3 separate regions of the Zea mays genome follow, and all the other regions are linked to region 1. The links are chromatin contacts, called in public Hi-C maps. All regions are on one chromosome and are shown on one strand. Each heading gives the region's core, a stretch centred on a gene start, on an enhancer-like site or on the middle of the called end of the contact. The rest is flanking DNA. Distances are from core to core; before and after follow the strand shown.

Region 1 (4,078 bases), core at 689-3,188:
CTTCTTTGGCTGGCTACGGTAGGCAAAACACAAACACAAACACGCGCGATATTTTTTCTTCTTTTTTTCCCCGGATGCACGACGATCGAGGACGCGTACACGCACGCAACCACAACCTGCCGCTTCGCATTAGGTCGCCGCGTGCTGTCGTCGTCGTCGTCCTCCTCTTCTCTACACTCCTAATCTACTACACAGAAACACTGGAGCTGATGAACATGCATGACGCTGCAGGGGGGGTCCAAACGGGAGAAGAACGCCACTGATTCCGGTGCCGCGCCGTCCGTCGTCGGCGGCCTTGACTAGCCCCAGGCCCAGCCCTCTGCTGCCGAGTAGTAAGTAGTACCTGCGAGGATGGTCCGAACGGGAGTTGTTATTGTTAGTTGACGTTGCGAGCGCCTTTGATTGATTTGAGCACGGACCGGGACGAAACCAACCTAACCAGTCCAGTCCAGTCCAGACGAAACCTAATCCGCACGCAAAGATATGATCAAGCGAACTGGTGTGCCCAGTACCGATTATTGTTAGATGCTTTTTGTTAGTCGAGAACTCGAGATCTCTTACTAGTGGGGGTGGGGGTTGGGATATCGTTGTCAACTCAGAAAATCTACGACTACGACTTCATCACTCTGTTCTGTTCTGTTCGGTTGTTTCGGCAAAGAGCAGGGCTGAGCAGGCAACATATGGAAATGAACACAACTGAATTCTGCTCTTTCACACACACCCGTACCTGGATGGAGCCGCCCGCCATCAGTCCTTGAAGATGACGGTGTCGGCGATGGCGAGGAGCGGGCCGAGGCAGTCGGGCGCGAACTTGCGCGCGAACATGTGGGGGTGGTGGGTGTGGTTGGAGGCGCGGAGGTCGGCGATGAGCCTTGGCGAGACCTCCGGGGCTTCGTACGTGTGCGGGTGGCCCGCGACGCTGCCCGTCCAGTTGACGCGCGTCAGCGTGTACCGCGCCACGCCGCCGGGGTCCGCCATGTCCAGCAGCGTCGGGAAGTAGTGCTCCTCGGGGTAGCACGAGTCCTGCGCCATCTCGGGGACGCAGGGCGCGCGGAACTTGCGCCACAGCCGGCGCTCCCGGACCACCAGCACGGCGTGGCGCCGGGCCAGCGCGAAGAACTGCGACCCGATGCGGAACCGCTCGTACGGCACCTCCGGGAGCATGCCCTCCTCGCCGCCGCGCGCCGCGTAGCGCGACGCCATCTGCGGCTCGCCCTCCAGCACCTCGATGTAGCTGCTGCGTGCACGCGTGGGTGTCGGGAAGAGCGCGGCGTAGAGGCGCGGGAAGGAGTGGAGCGGCACGCAGTGCTGCGACAGCAGCGCGAAGTAGGCGTTGCCCGGGTCGTCCAGGAGCGCGGCCGCCAGCAGCCTGCGCGCGGCGGCGATGAGGCTGGCGTCGGCGCGCCGCGTGGGCCTGGCGGCCACGAAGCGGCCCCGGAAGGAGGGCGTGGGTGGAAGAAGCAGGCGCGCGGACGGGTCGGCGTGGACGTACACGCGCAGCCGCGCCTCGTTCCCCGCGAAGAAGCGCTCCCAGAGAGGGGCGAAGGTGAGGTCGGAGTTGGTCAGGAACAGGAAGGCCACCTTGGGAGGGCCGCCCGCCGCCGACGACTCCAGAGCCGCGCGGCGGAACAGGCGGAGGTCGTCGGCCTCCTCCTCCTCCTCGCCGCCACCACCACCGGGGGCCGCCGGCGCCTGCTCGCCCGTCGGCGGCTGCGGCGGGGACAGGCGCGGCGCGAGGACCAGCAGCGCCGTGAGCGACGCCAAGAGGAGCAGCGACAGCACCATCGGGGAGGACGCGGCCATGGAGTCCAGGCGAGGGGCGCGGGTCTCGGTCGGTGACGGTGACGCGCCCGGCGGTTCGTCAGAAGAGCCGCATCGTGGCGATCGATCGGAGGCGGCGGTTACGATCGGGGGAGGGAGGGAGGGAGGGAGAGGCGCAGAGGCGCACACGACGGGCAGGCCAGGCCACGAAGGCGATGAGGGGAGCGGGAGGCAAGGCAATGCCCCGGCCCCGGGTAGTAGAAGGCTGACGGTCGCGTCGGTCGGGCGTCTCGCTCCCCTCGCTTTCTCGCGTCGTCGTCACCCCTGGACAGTGGCGTCGGGCGGCTCGGCGCGATGGGAGACGGACGGAGCGGGCGCGAGGAGTCGCAGCAGGATGACATGTGGGGATGGGCGCTGCGGGGTCCGGCGCGCAGCGGGGTTTCGATTCGACGGCCGTGGGTAGATCGTTGTGGCTATGGACGAACGAGAGGCGTCGGATGGGGCTGGGTGGTACGTGGCGACTGATGGGGACGCGCGCGACACGTGGGATACGCTTGTCCGTCCCGTAGTAGCACGGCTTGTTCTTCCAGCGGCTATAGCGGAGTGGAATATGAGTTGCAGTCAATAGCTCTGATTGTTTCGGTTTTTTTTACAGAGTTTTTCTTATGGGCAACGTATGGAGGCAGATTAAGAGGTTCATAAGGTTTATGATCTACAAAGTGACGTATTCTTACTTTCGTGACAATTTAACTGATTTTTTGTTCACATTGATTTTAGATGGTTCTATTCAAAATGATTCTCACAAAAGCTGTCTGAAAAACTGAAGGTTTGATAGTCTACAGTCTCGCGGCCAGAAGTTGTTGAGAAGCCGAAACAAGCACACATATAACCCGATATGAGTTTTTTTTAGGGTTAGTTTGGGAACACTAATTTCCCATGGGATTTTCATTTTCCCAAGGGAAAATGAACTAATTTCCCTTGGGAAAATGAAAATCCCATGGGAAATTAGTGTTCCCAAACTAGCCCTTAGGGGGAGGGGGGGTTTGTCCTGCTCAAGCATAGTGTGCTCAGGCCAGTCTCGTCCGTAGCTGAAGATATACCCGGACTACCATCCAAGAACGCCGAGCGATTCGACGTATGCTCCCATGCAGACTTTCGATGCATATTGCGCTAGCGGTAGTGGTGCTGGAATCGAATCGAATTCCAGTTTGATTCAGTGGGAGTGGGAGTGCTTTTTTAGCCCAGCGAAACCTCTTCGATTGATTCCTTTTTACTGCGGGCTAGTTTGGTAGAGATCCGCTCTATAATTCTCTATATGAGAGAGTTGATTCTTCGATGGAGTGATTTCGATTTATTCTCTATTAAAAGTGAATCTATCTAGCGAAAATTGTGTGTTAAGTGATTTTTAAGGGACTGAAGGTGGGGAGTAGTTTGGGAATGACGAGAAGTGGTTTTTTTAAGCTCCCACTCTCTCGTACAAATGGAGACTAAGGTACCGTTTGGTTCAGATATTTGTAACGTAATGGGTAAGTGATAACGTTAAATCATGTTTGTTTTAGTCTCACCGTAATCAGATATCATACTAAAAATTGATACCGGACTATTCAAACTTGTTACCGACAGTAATCGAATATAAACCATTACCATTACCCTTTGCGTTACATTTCTTGAACCAAACAGCACCTAAATTCACTTCACTCCAGTGGCGGATGCAGAACAAATTTCTAGGTGGAGCCGACAGCACAAGAGACAAATCACCATACTAGACCACTAGATAAATGTAGATTGATGATAATAAAATGAATGTTAAATGATAATATCTAGTGTTTCCAAAATGATATGAATAAAAAAATCTTTTTTGTTTATCTAAAGGAGAACTAGAAAGAGAAAATAGGTGGACTGGTGGCGGAGGACGAGACACTGGGACCCTAGTTAGTTAGCGAGGGACAGGTGACGCTACGGTCCCACCAATAGCTTGTCCATCCGCTGGTGCGGACTATAAGACAAGTATTGTGTGCAGGATCCCGACGAGGTGATGAGCTGGCGAGTAATGAGGAGGCAAGGTGACACCGCAGCGGGCGGGTTACCAGTCAATCAATGATCGAAGAAGCGAGTGAGCCATGAGTGGGCTTACACTAGGGAAGAGAATCGAAAAGATCAGGTAGAGAGTGGAGTGAGCAGTGAAGCATCGAGAGAAAAATAGATCAAAACCTAGTTTTCATTAGATTGTCCGTACTTACTATATAAAAGTTTATTTATTTGCTGTGTAACTAAACCTAGGAATAAGGGGTTAAAAAATTGAGGCGGGTCCATAGCC
Region 2 (4,248 bases), core at 477-2,976, 180 kb before region 1:
TGTGCTTAAATTATGATTGTTAGAATAGAATTCAATTCAAAGAATCCAAATGGGCCTCATAATCCTGGGTTGGGAATGTATTAATAGAAAAGTTAAGTGGGCCAAAGGCCATTACAATAGGGGTATACATGGAAACCCTAACAATATACTCTAACAAAGAGAAATATTTGACTCCATGAATGAAGGTATAGTGGTATACTCATTTGTGGATACTCAAGGGTGCTTCCAACTTATCAAATAAACAGATAATAATATAACCTGTGTGTTGAACCCAACCAATGCTTCTATTCACAAACCAGGACAAACCTACAATTCAATTACAATTGCAGACCAGATAGGCATACATGTTGCAGTTGAAACCAGTGTGCCCACATGTATTCTATGTGAGGATACAACGCGACGTGATAGGCTCCCTTGGATTACAGATTCTGATGTTTGATGGTTTTTATGCAGCCACATAGTGAGACGATAGAGGTAAAATTGAGAAGTTCAAAGAACATGAAGCAGGACATACAATTTCATTCATGGCTTTGATTACACAAATATTATAGCAGATCTGCAGCCGGTCTAGGGAACAACAATAATCTGGTCAAAAGTAACACGCAGCACAAATCTAAGTGCATGCCTTTCATGTGCTTCATAAGCATATCGCATGCGAAACACGTAAGGTTTTGAAAGCTAGATTTGATAGACCAGTAACCGCATGCCTTAACTACCAGTCCTATGTTGTGCTTGAGTGTTCCGGAGATAAGCAATTGTCCTGTTTTAGTATGTCATCGTCAAAGTGCTCGTCGTGCATGGAATTCTGACAAAACTAGCAACGGCAGGACACGTGTCGAAAACACACACAACACGCCAAGTCAGCAACTAATAAAGGATTTGCTCCGACACGCATGCCCTCATCTCCCTAGCAAGTTGGTATCACCTTGCCCATCTAGATGAGGACAGCATTCTCATGAACAATGCTGAACACTCGTGCCTCAGGTTTGATCGGTGCTGCATACCGAGACTGGACTTGGGGAAGTGCGCTCAAGCTTAAGACATTGCTAGAGACACGTGTGAACACTGAAAACCTTAAGGCCCAATTGATCACAACTAAAAATGGTGTCAGGACTCAGGACGAGATTCACTTGCCGCTACAATCACTACGTTGACAACTAACTACACTACAGCTGAATATACTATATCAATCATTGCCTCATTCAGTACAGTACATCCTAAACACTGCAAGCTGCACCATCGCGCTGCTACGGATGGGCAGCCGTTGAGCTGGTGCATCAAAATCTGGGACCCCTACAAGCCGCAGGCACAGAGGAAAGGCGCGGAGGAGCTCACCTGGCGAGCGCCCTGGAGAGCTCGTCGGCCGGGACGAGCGCGTAGCTGCGCCCGCCTCCGTTCCCGCCACCGGCGCGGCACTCCCCGCGCTCGAGGCGCAGGACGAGATCCGGGTGCAGCAAGCTGTGAAGCAGCCTGAGGCCGTAGTAGGAGGGCGACGCGGCGGCGGTGGCCGCGTACTGCACCCCGCCCGCCGCCTCCTCCTCCCGCACCCGCGCCCACCACCTGCACGTCCACCGTACCGCATTGTCAAATCAGGAACGCCAGCTCCCACCGAGCGAGTGGGAGTGGCGCACGGGGAGGGGGGAAGGGAAGTTACCTGAACGGGACGAGGCAGACGGCGGCGGGGGAGGAGGAGGCGGCGGCGAGAGCGTCGCGGCCGGAGGTGGAGGCGGAAGCCGGGTGGGAAGCGGTGGCGGCGGTGGCCATGGACCGCCGCGCGCGAGATGAGATCTGGGTCGGGTCTCGGGGAGGTGGATGGGTGGCGCACGCGAGTGAGCTGTCGTCGGGTCCTCCCGCAGGGCGAGCCGCTTGTCGCTTTTGTTTTTCTTCTGGGAGGACGCGGCGGAATTCCTTACGCCCCTCGGATTTGTAAAAGGCACGCCGCCGCGGTGGCGCTGTGGCCTGTGGAGGAGATGCGAGGGAGATGCCCAGACGGGGAATGTGAGGTGAGAGGGACTGCGCCTTGCCAACGGCTGCTTCCTGGCTGCTTCGGTTGCTTCCTTCCCTGTCTGTGTAAGCTTCGCTTTGCCTGCCAGGAGCTAGCTGTGCAAAAGTTTTACCCTGATACTCAGTTTGGATGTTGATATTAGAAGGTATAAAATTAAATTAAGTTTAATACTAAGGGACTGTTTGGTTCGTGACTAAATGTGTCACACTTTGTCTAAAGTTAGTCGTCCGAATTGAATAACTAAATTTAAGCAGAAAAGTTAGTTAAAGTGTGGCAAGTTAGGCAGTGAACCAAACATGGTCTAAATCAGTCATGGTATTGAAATGAGATGTAATTCCAATTCTATTGTTTGGATGTCACTGAATTGGAGTTTAGAATTGTGTGGTCCAATTCCACGTAATACAAAAGGGTGATGCTCTATATTGTGAGATAGAGTTTTTAGTTATAGTCCAATTTAAAGGAATTGGGTCTCTTATTCTAAATTTTAATTCCATGTGAAACAATATAATTCTGGAAAGTTAATTCCAATTTCTAATTTCGTGCTCCAATATCTACATCCAAACAGGGTATAAATTCCGACCCTAAAGCGTCAGTTCTAATAATATAAAAAAAGAATTTAATTGTATTAAAACAAGTGTTTAAAGTAAATCAAGGGTTACAAATATAATGATATTTTTTAAGGTAGAAAAGAGTCAGCACTCTTCATTAGTTCTTATTTGAGCCCTTATTCAAGGGTGTGGCTCCCACTTGATCTTATTCGAGCCCTTATGCATCGGATAGCTTCTACCTTCTCTCGGTTAGCTTTGATCCCTCGGTCCAAGACCATGAAACCGAAGAGTTTTTCTTTGGGAACCCCGAAGACGCACTTCTCGAGGTTTAGCTTGATTTTGAATCTTCATAGGTTGGCGAGCATCTCCTCCAGATCAGCGATGAGATCATCAAACTTCTTGGTCTTCACAACAATGTCATTGACGTAAACCTCTATGTTGCGTCTGACTTGTTCGACGAAGCACTGGAGCATGCACCGCTGGTACATGGCTCCGGTGTTCTTCAATCCAAATGGCATGGAGACATAGCAGAATGTTCTGAAGGGGATGATGAAGGTGGTGGCGTGTTGATCTTCCTCATTTATGGAAATTTGGTGGTAGCTTGAGTAGGCATCCAAAAAAGAGAGGAGTTCGCACCTGTCGGCGGAGTCAACAACCTAGTCGATGCACGGGAGAGGGAAAGGATCCTTGGGGCATGCCATGTTGAGCCCGATGTAATCGACGCACATCCTCCAGCTTCCATTCTTCTTTTTAACAAGCATAGGGTTTGCAACCACACTGGGTGGTGTATTTCTATCACGAACCCTGCTGTTAAGAGCTTCATAACTTCTTCGTCGATGGCCTTGCGTTCTTCGTCGAAGCGGCGGAGCGACTGACCTGGCCGTCGACTGGATGTTTAGGGAGTGCTCGGCGATCTCCCTTGGGATCCCCATGTCCGCGGGTTTCCAAGTGAAGACGTCGTAGTTGGCTTGGAGGAAGTTGGCAAGGACACTTTCCTGGTCGCTAGAGAGTGTCGCCCCGATCTGAACGAGTTTGGTAGCATCGATGTCGTCGATCGAGACATCCTTTGTGCTTCAGCAGATTTGGAAGTACCGGAACTGGCCTTTGGAGCGTTCGGGCCGCCCACCGTCTTGAAGCTTAGCCAATTCTCCTGCGGTGACTTGCGTGGTAGCGAGCTCGCGTTTGGCTTGCTTGCACGCGTAAGCCATTTGAAAATGAGGTGGACGCCGTAATGACTCCGTGGGTGCCGAAGATCTTCAGCTTGATGTATGTGGAATTGGGGACGACCATGAACTTGATGTAGCATGGCCTCCCAAAAATGGCGTTGTAGGCCCCCGGGAATCTACCACTTCTAATTGTAATTGCTTGTACGGAAATTGGATGGGCCACCGAATGTAATGGCCTAATGGGTAGAGCGATTTGTCCGAGCAGGTGGACATTGTGATGAGGCGTGATGCCATGGATCGGCGTCGTGCTGGGACTGAGCGTGGAGCATGTGATCCCCAGACTGTCCAAGGTCTCAGCATACATGATGTTGAGGTTGCTTCCTGAGAGCACCTAGAGGGGGGTGAATAGATGGTCCTGTAAAATTCAACAACTAATAGCCACAAAACTTGGTTAAGTGTTAGAATGATAAATCCAAGTGGCTATAGAGCGAGCTCTTGCGAATCACAATAATCACACAGAAAAACAATC
Region 3 (4,719 bases), core at 1,320-3,819, 230 kb after region 1:
AATTAATCCCGTTATAATCGCTCGTGTTCCTATTGTTCTTTCTCCTCACTGAGTAGTACAGTCGAGTCGGACATTGCAGTGGTTTCCGGCCAACCGAGTGTGGTCACCAAATTGAACGACAGGCAAATTCCTCTCATTGCTTCGAAACGGCCCGCGGGCGGATGTGTCCAGGCCCAGCGCGCCCGAGCGAGCGAACAGTCCTCTATGCGGTGGATTCGCGGGCGTGAAGAATGAAAGAAAGCAGGCCTTCGGGCGATCCGCTGCCAGCCCAGCTGCCAAATTCGGTTGGTCGTCTCCATTGTCTCAACTCTCAACAGCGACATCGATGTCCTCCTCCGGCGCCTGTGGCCTGTGGCCTGTGGCTGGGATCTATCGGAGACGAACGATGGCGAAGAACAAGGAACATCGACGTGCGCCACACCATTCATGCGACAGTGGCCGCACATGCCGCGGCAGCTGCGGTGTCTGCTTCAGGCGAGCCTTGAGGCAGACTCGTTGCGATCAGGAGACCGCCGTCGCGTCCCCTTCCTCTGGCTTCCTGCCATGCCGACGATGCCGTCGTCGTCCGAGAATCGGATCCTGCAGCTTCGCGACAATACTCACACGTACTGACCGAGTATCTGGCTATTAGTTTGCGTTAAAATGATTGGTAAATGTTGTGAGTAATATAAACGACACAGCTAAGTACTGTAGTAAATGAAGTCACGATTATTGATTACTTGTTAGGTATCCGTGTTTCTATATAGGTTTAGATGAGATAGGTTGTTCAAACACGTTTCATACATTTACAATCACTAGTAGAAAAAAGGCTCAACACCTGCGGGGACGATATATTTTTACAGACGGATCCGGTTATCCACCGACTGTGCTATTTCTAGTGGCGGTTCCTTAAGAAAACCGCCACTAGAAATCGTATTTCTACTGGCGGTTCCTTAAGAAAACCGTCAGTAGAAATCCATGATTTATAGTGGCGGTTTTCTTAAGGAACCGTCACTAAAAATCATTTTTATCTTTAATTTTTCAAGTTTTTCAAACGACCTCGTATGACAAAACCACCAAAATAAAAGTTGTAGATCTCTAAAAGTCATGAAACTTTGTAGTTGACAACTTTTGTATTTGAACTCATTTCGGTTCTCAAAAATTGAATCTAAGTATGTCAAATTTAAAATTCAAATTTTGCAAACTACATCGGATGAAAAAAGTGTCAAAATAAAAGTTGTAGAACTTCAAAAGTTATTTATCTTTGTAGTTGACAACTTTTTTATTTGAATTCGTTTAGGGTCTCAAATAAGCAATTTACACTCAAATGATTGTAATATGTGGAGATAACAACTATAAACTAGACACAAGGCATGTCATAGACGGAGTGGTAGTGGAGGGTACGTGCGAGGGTGAGGTATACGGTTGCCGCGACTTGCGACTTTTTTTACTATTTTTACTGTTTTATTGTTTTATGTTTCCTGGAAACGATTTGCACTGGCGGTTTTATTACGTCGACCGCCAGTGAAAATCGATTTTCACTGGCGGACGATAAACGCCACTAAAAATAGGTTTACGACCGCCAGTATAGATCTTCTCTGTACTAGTGAATGATTTATGCTCTATTTAAACTAGTCTTTGCGCTTAACGTGTCTACTATGGAGCATCTCCAAGAGACTTTTTATTTTTTATTCTCTATTTGACTCTTTATTTGTCTCTCCATAAATATTAAACTCTATATATAACATCTCATTCCAACAGACCCTCCAAAATACAATTTAGCTTGACTAGCGAGAGTTGCTAGCCAAATTTGGCTAGTGAGGGAGTTAATTTAGAGAGCCAGATAGCTTAGCAAGTTAAATGGCTACTCTGTTGGAGAGCTATTATGCTATTAATTAACTAAAATTTAGCTTGACAAGCTATTTAGCTAGTCTCTTGGAGATGCTCTAACCTGCATAATTGTATTTCATATACAGTGAGAAGCCACAATTCCAATATCCAGGTATCCCGTGAAGTGGTTGGGACAGCACCAAACCCTAATTGTCGCCGCCACCCTTTCTCATCCCCTCTTTGCCTTGTTGTTACCAGAGTAAGCAGTCGAAAGTCCCTATCGGCTTACGAGGATGGTGGCAGCGGAGTCGTCCTCGTGTGGCCGTGTAATACCCAAATCATAGTAAATAAAGAAGATTGAGTATTTGGTGATTATGCATATATAAAATTTTCTTTCTATGTGAGACATGCATATACATATATGTACACACCTACAAGTTAGTAAATCCCTTAATAAATAGAAATAATATATATATAATAATAGAAATACTCCTTGCTGGAATTTTGATTTGTGCATTTAACCTAAGAGTGAAGTTGACAACCAAATTTGGATCCAAATTGAAATCTAAAAAAGGAAAAGAAAACAGAAAAGAAAACGAAAAAGAAAAAGGGAAAGAAATAGAAAAACACGTGTTGGGCCAAAACCTCTCTTGGCCCACCTTCTCTTCTACCGCGCGGCCCAGCCAGCCACGACGCACTTGCGCCGACAGGTAGGACCCATGGGTCAGCCACCCGTCGCGCGCGGACTTGTGGACTCTCGCTGACGCGTTGGCCCCGCAACTCAGCCCTAACTGATCTCTCTCTCACGCGCTCGTCTCATGGACCCCACTTGTCACCGTGCCATGTAGATCTTCTTGTGCCGGACGCTCCGCAGCTCCTCCGCATGCCGCACGATTTATGCGCTGACCAACCGACCCCGCGTGGTGATAAAAACGTCCGCCCTCGTCTTCCCTTTCCCCCTGTTTCGCTAAATGCGCTAGCCTAGCTACCTAAGACCGTCGTCGCCGCCAGTGAGGGAGGGGAGATCCGCCGCCGTTGAATTTCCTAGCCACTGCCGTAGGAGTCTGTCGGCCGTGGTCTGGGCATCCCCAAAGTCATCGTGAGACTGCACGTGGGCGTTCTGGGGGCCGGATTGCCGATCAAACTGCGGCAATTTGTCGCCAGAGTTTGGCCTTCGTCGCGGTGCCTCACTGCGCTGTTGCCTGGAATCTCGCGCCCTAATCGTCGGTGATTACCCGTCCTCCGTATTCGCGCAGACACCCCCTTCATTTTGCGCTAAAGGAATCGGAGAGTGGTGCTCGGAATAGCCGAATAGGTGTTCGTCGTGGGGTTCCTTGCCGCGGGGGCAGGCGCCGCCGTGGCCATGAATCGAGGGAGGGCGTGGCGTGATACCGGTCGTTGATCAATCTTCGTGCGGTCGCGATTGGTTGTCGTGCATTGCATTAGCACGTTTGATCTCGGTCGTAGATCGAGGAGAGAGCGGGTTAGATCTAATCTCGTTTCTGTGAATCGATGACCGTAGATCTTGGATCCGGAGGCCACATGAGAGTATCGGTTCGGCGTCTATTTCTGATCGTTGATCTCGATCAAACGGATTAAAACATGTCTAGGGTAGATAGAGTCTCCACCGTTGATTTTCAATGCAACGTCGGGTAGCTACATGCTACTCGCTCCCTGTATCCTACAAAGAATGTCGTTTGACTTTTTTGACTTCAAGTTCGACCGGCTCGTCTTATTCAAAATATTTGTGAAAACATAGAAAAATTCAGTTCACAGTTAAAGTAAATTATATGATAAACTAAATCAAAATGAAAATAAATGATAATTATGATTTTTTTGAATAATACAAACCAGTCAAATTAAACTTCATACTAAAAAAGTCAAACAACATTCTTTGTGGGACGAAGGGAGTACTTGATTATCATTACAACACCCATATATGTATGTACATGCGCTAATAAAATATTGCTTCTCGTTCTAAATCATACTCTCCCATTTCAATTTATAATTCGTTTGACTTTTTCACTCTAAATTTAACCAGCTTGTCTTATTAAAAAAATTTAAAAAAATGAAAAATTCAATGCTATACTTAAAGTATATTATATGATAAACGATATCATAGTTAAAATAAATAATAATAATTATTTTTTTAATTAGACAAACTAGTAAAACTTAGTGTAAAACAGTTAAACGAATTATAAATAGAAACAAAGGGAGTGTTATTTTAAGTTAGAGTCAAAGGATTTTAAATTTAACAGAAAATTACATTGTAAAAATATAGTTCATGAAGAATTAAATGATACTTATTTATTATTATAAATATTTTATTATACTAGGTGAGTGCCCGTGCGTTGCAACGGGACCACTATATTACAACCATCAGTACTATACATACTTCTATATATGATAGGTAAGTGCTCGTGCGTTGCAACGGGGTCACTATATTACAACCATTAGTACAGTGCCCATGCGCCTACAAGAGAATTGAAAACATCACATGATAGATCAAAAAAATCCTTGGAACAAAACGTTTGATCAAAAGCAAGTGATATGAAGTTACTGTTTCCACATTGCCATGAAAAAGACATATCTACAACAGGAAATAACAGACAACAAAGTAACCATCTCCTCGAGGACTGGCAATCACTTACCAAATATATCAGTGACACCATCTTGGGAATTGGTAGTTGCTCCAGCAGGATACTACTTCACAGCAAAGATTCAAATGTATTTTTGACCAATGGCATGTTAACATCACCGTTGGATAATTATTTAAAAAATGTACCAAGAACTTTATAGTACCTTCCTGATAGCTAGACACGCAATACAGGCGAGCCCACAGTAACTGAAAAGCAGCCATATCAAAGAAGCCCCACTTTTGTCCTTCCTCTGGCAACTACAAAGAATAAA

What was found. Hi-C and Micro-C count contacts between places; a contact is called where the count stands out from the background.
Region 2: a Hi-C map of leaf shows a contact between it and region 1, with 7 times the contacts expected there. The contact joins the promoter of LOC100384307 here to the promoter of LOC100384228 in region 1. A contact is called at or near these places in 5 of 25 Hi-C or Micro-C datasets (bundle sheath, ear, leaf and 1 more).
Region 3: a contact with region 1 is called in a Hi-C map of leaf, with 6 times the contacts expected there. The contact joins the enhancer-like site here to the promoter of LOC100384228 in region 1. A contact is called at or near these places in 4 of 25 Hi-C or Micro-C datasets (bundle sheath, ear, leaf and 1 more).

Annotation. Positions count from the first base shown.
Region 1 is chr7:6,395,124-6,399,201 of Zm-B73-REFERENCE-NAM-5.0, reverse strand. LOC100384228 (Core-2/I-branching beta-16-N-acetylglucosaminyltransferase family protein) reads right to left here and starts at 1,938. Exons shown (of 2, transcript NM_001328194.1): 1 at 728-1,938; 2 at 1-343. The coding sequence starts at 1,803. The coding sequence ends at 748.
Region 2 is chr7:6,574,443-6,578,690 of Zm-B73-REFERENCE-NAM-5.0, reverse strand. It overlaps LOC100384307, which reads right to left and starts at 1,726. Exons shown (of 12, transcript NM_001398815.1): 1 at 1,655-1,726; 2 at 1,336-1,560.
Region 3 is chr7:6,160,276-6,164,994 of Zm-B73-REFERENCE-NAM-5.0, reverse strand. No RefSeq gene overlaps it. Among protein-coding and RNA genes, the nearest start is that of LOC103633683, 9.3 kb to the right of the region's middle. Within about 2 kb of position 2,569, at least 18 of the 20 cell types and tissues checked have an H3K27ac peak or open chromatin away from gene starts, as enhancers often do. A contact at or near this core is called in bundle sheath, ear, leaf and 1 more, where this site is marked.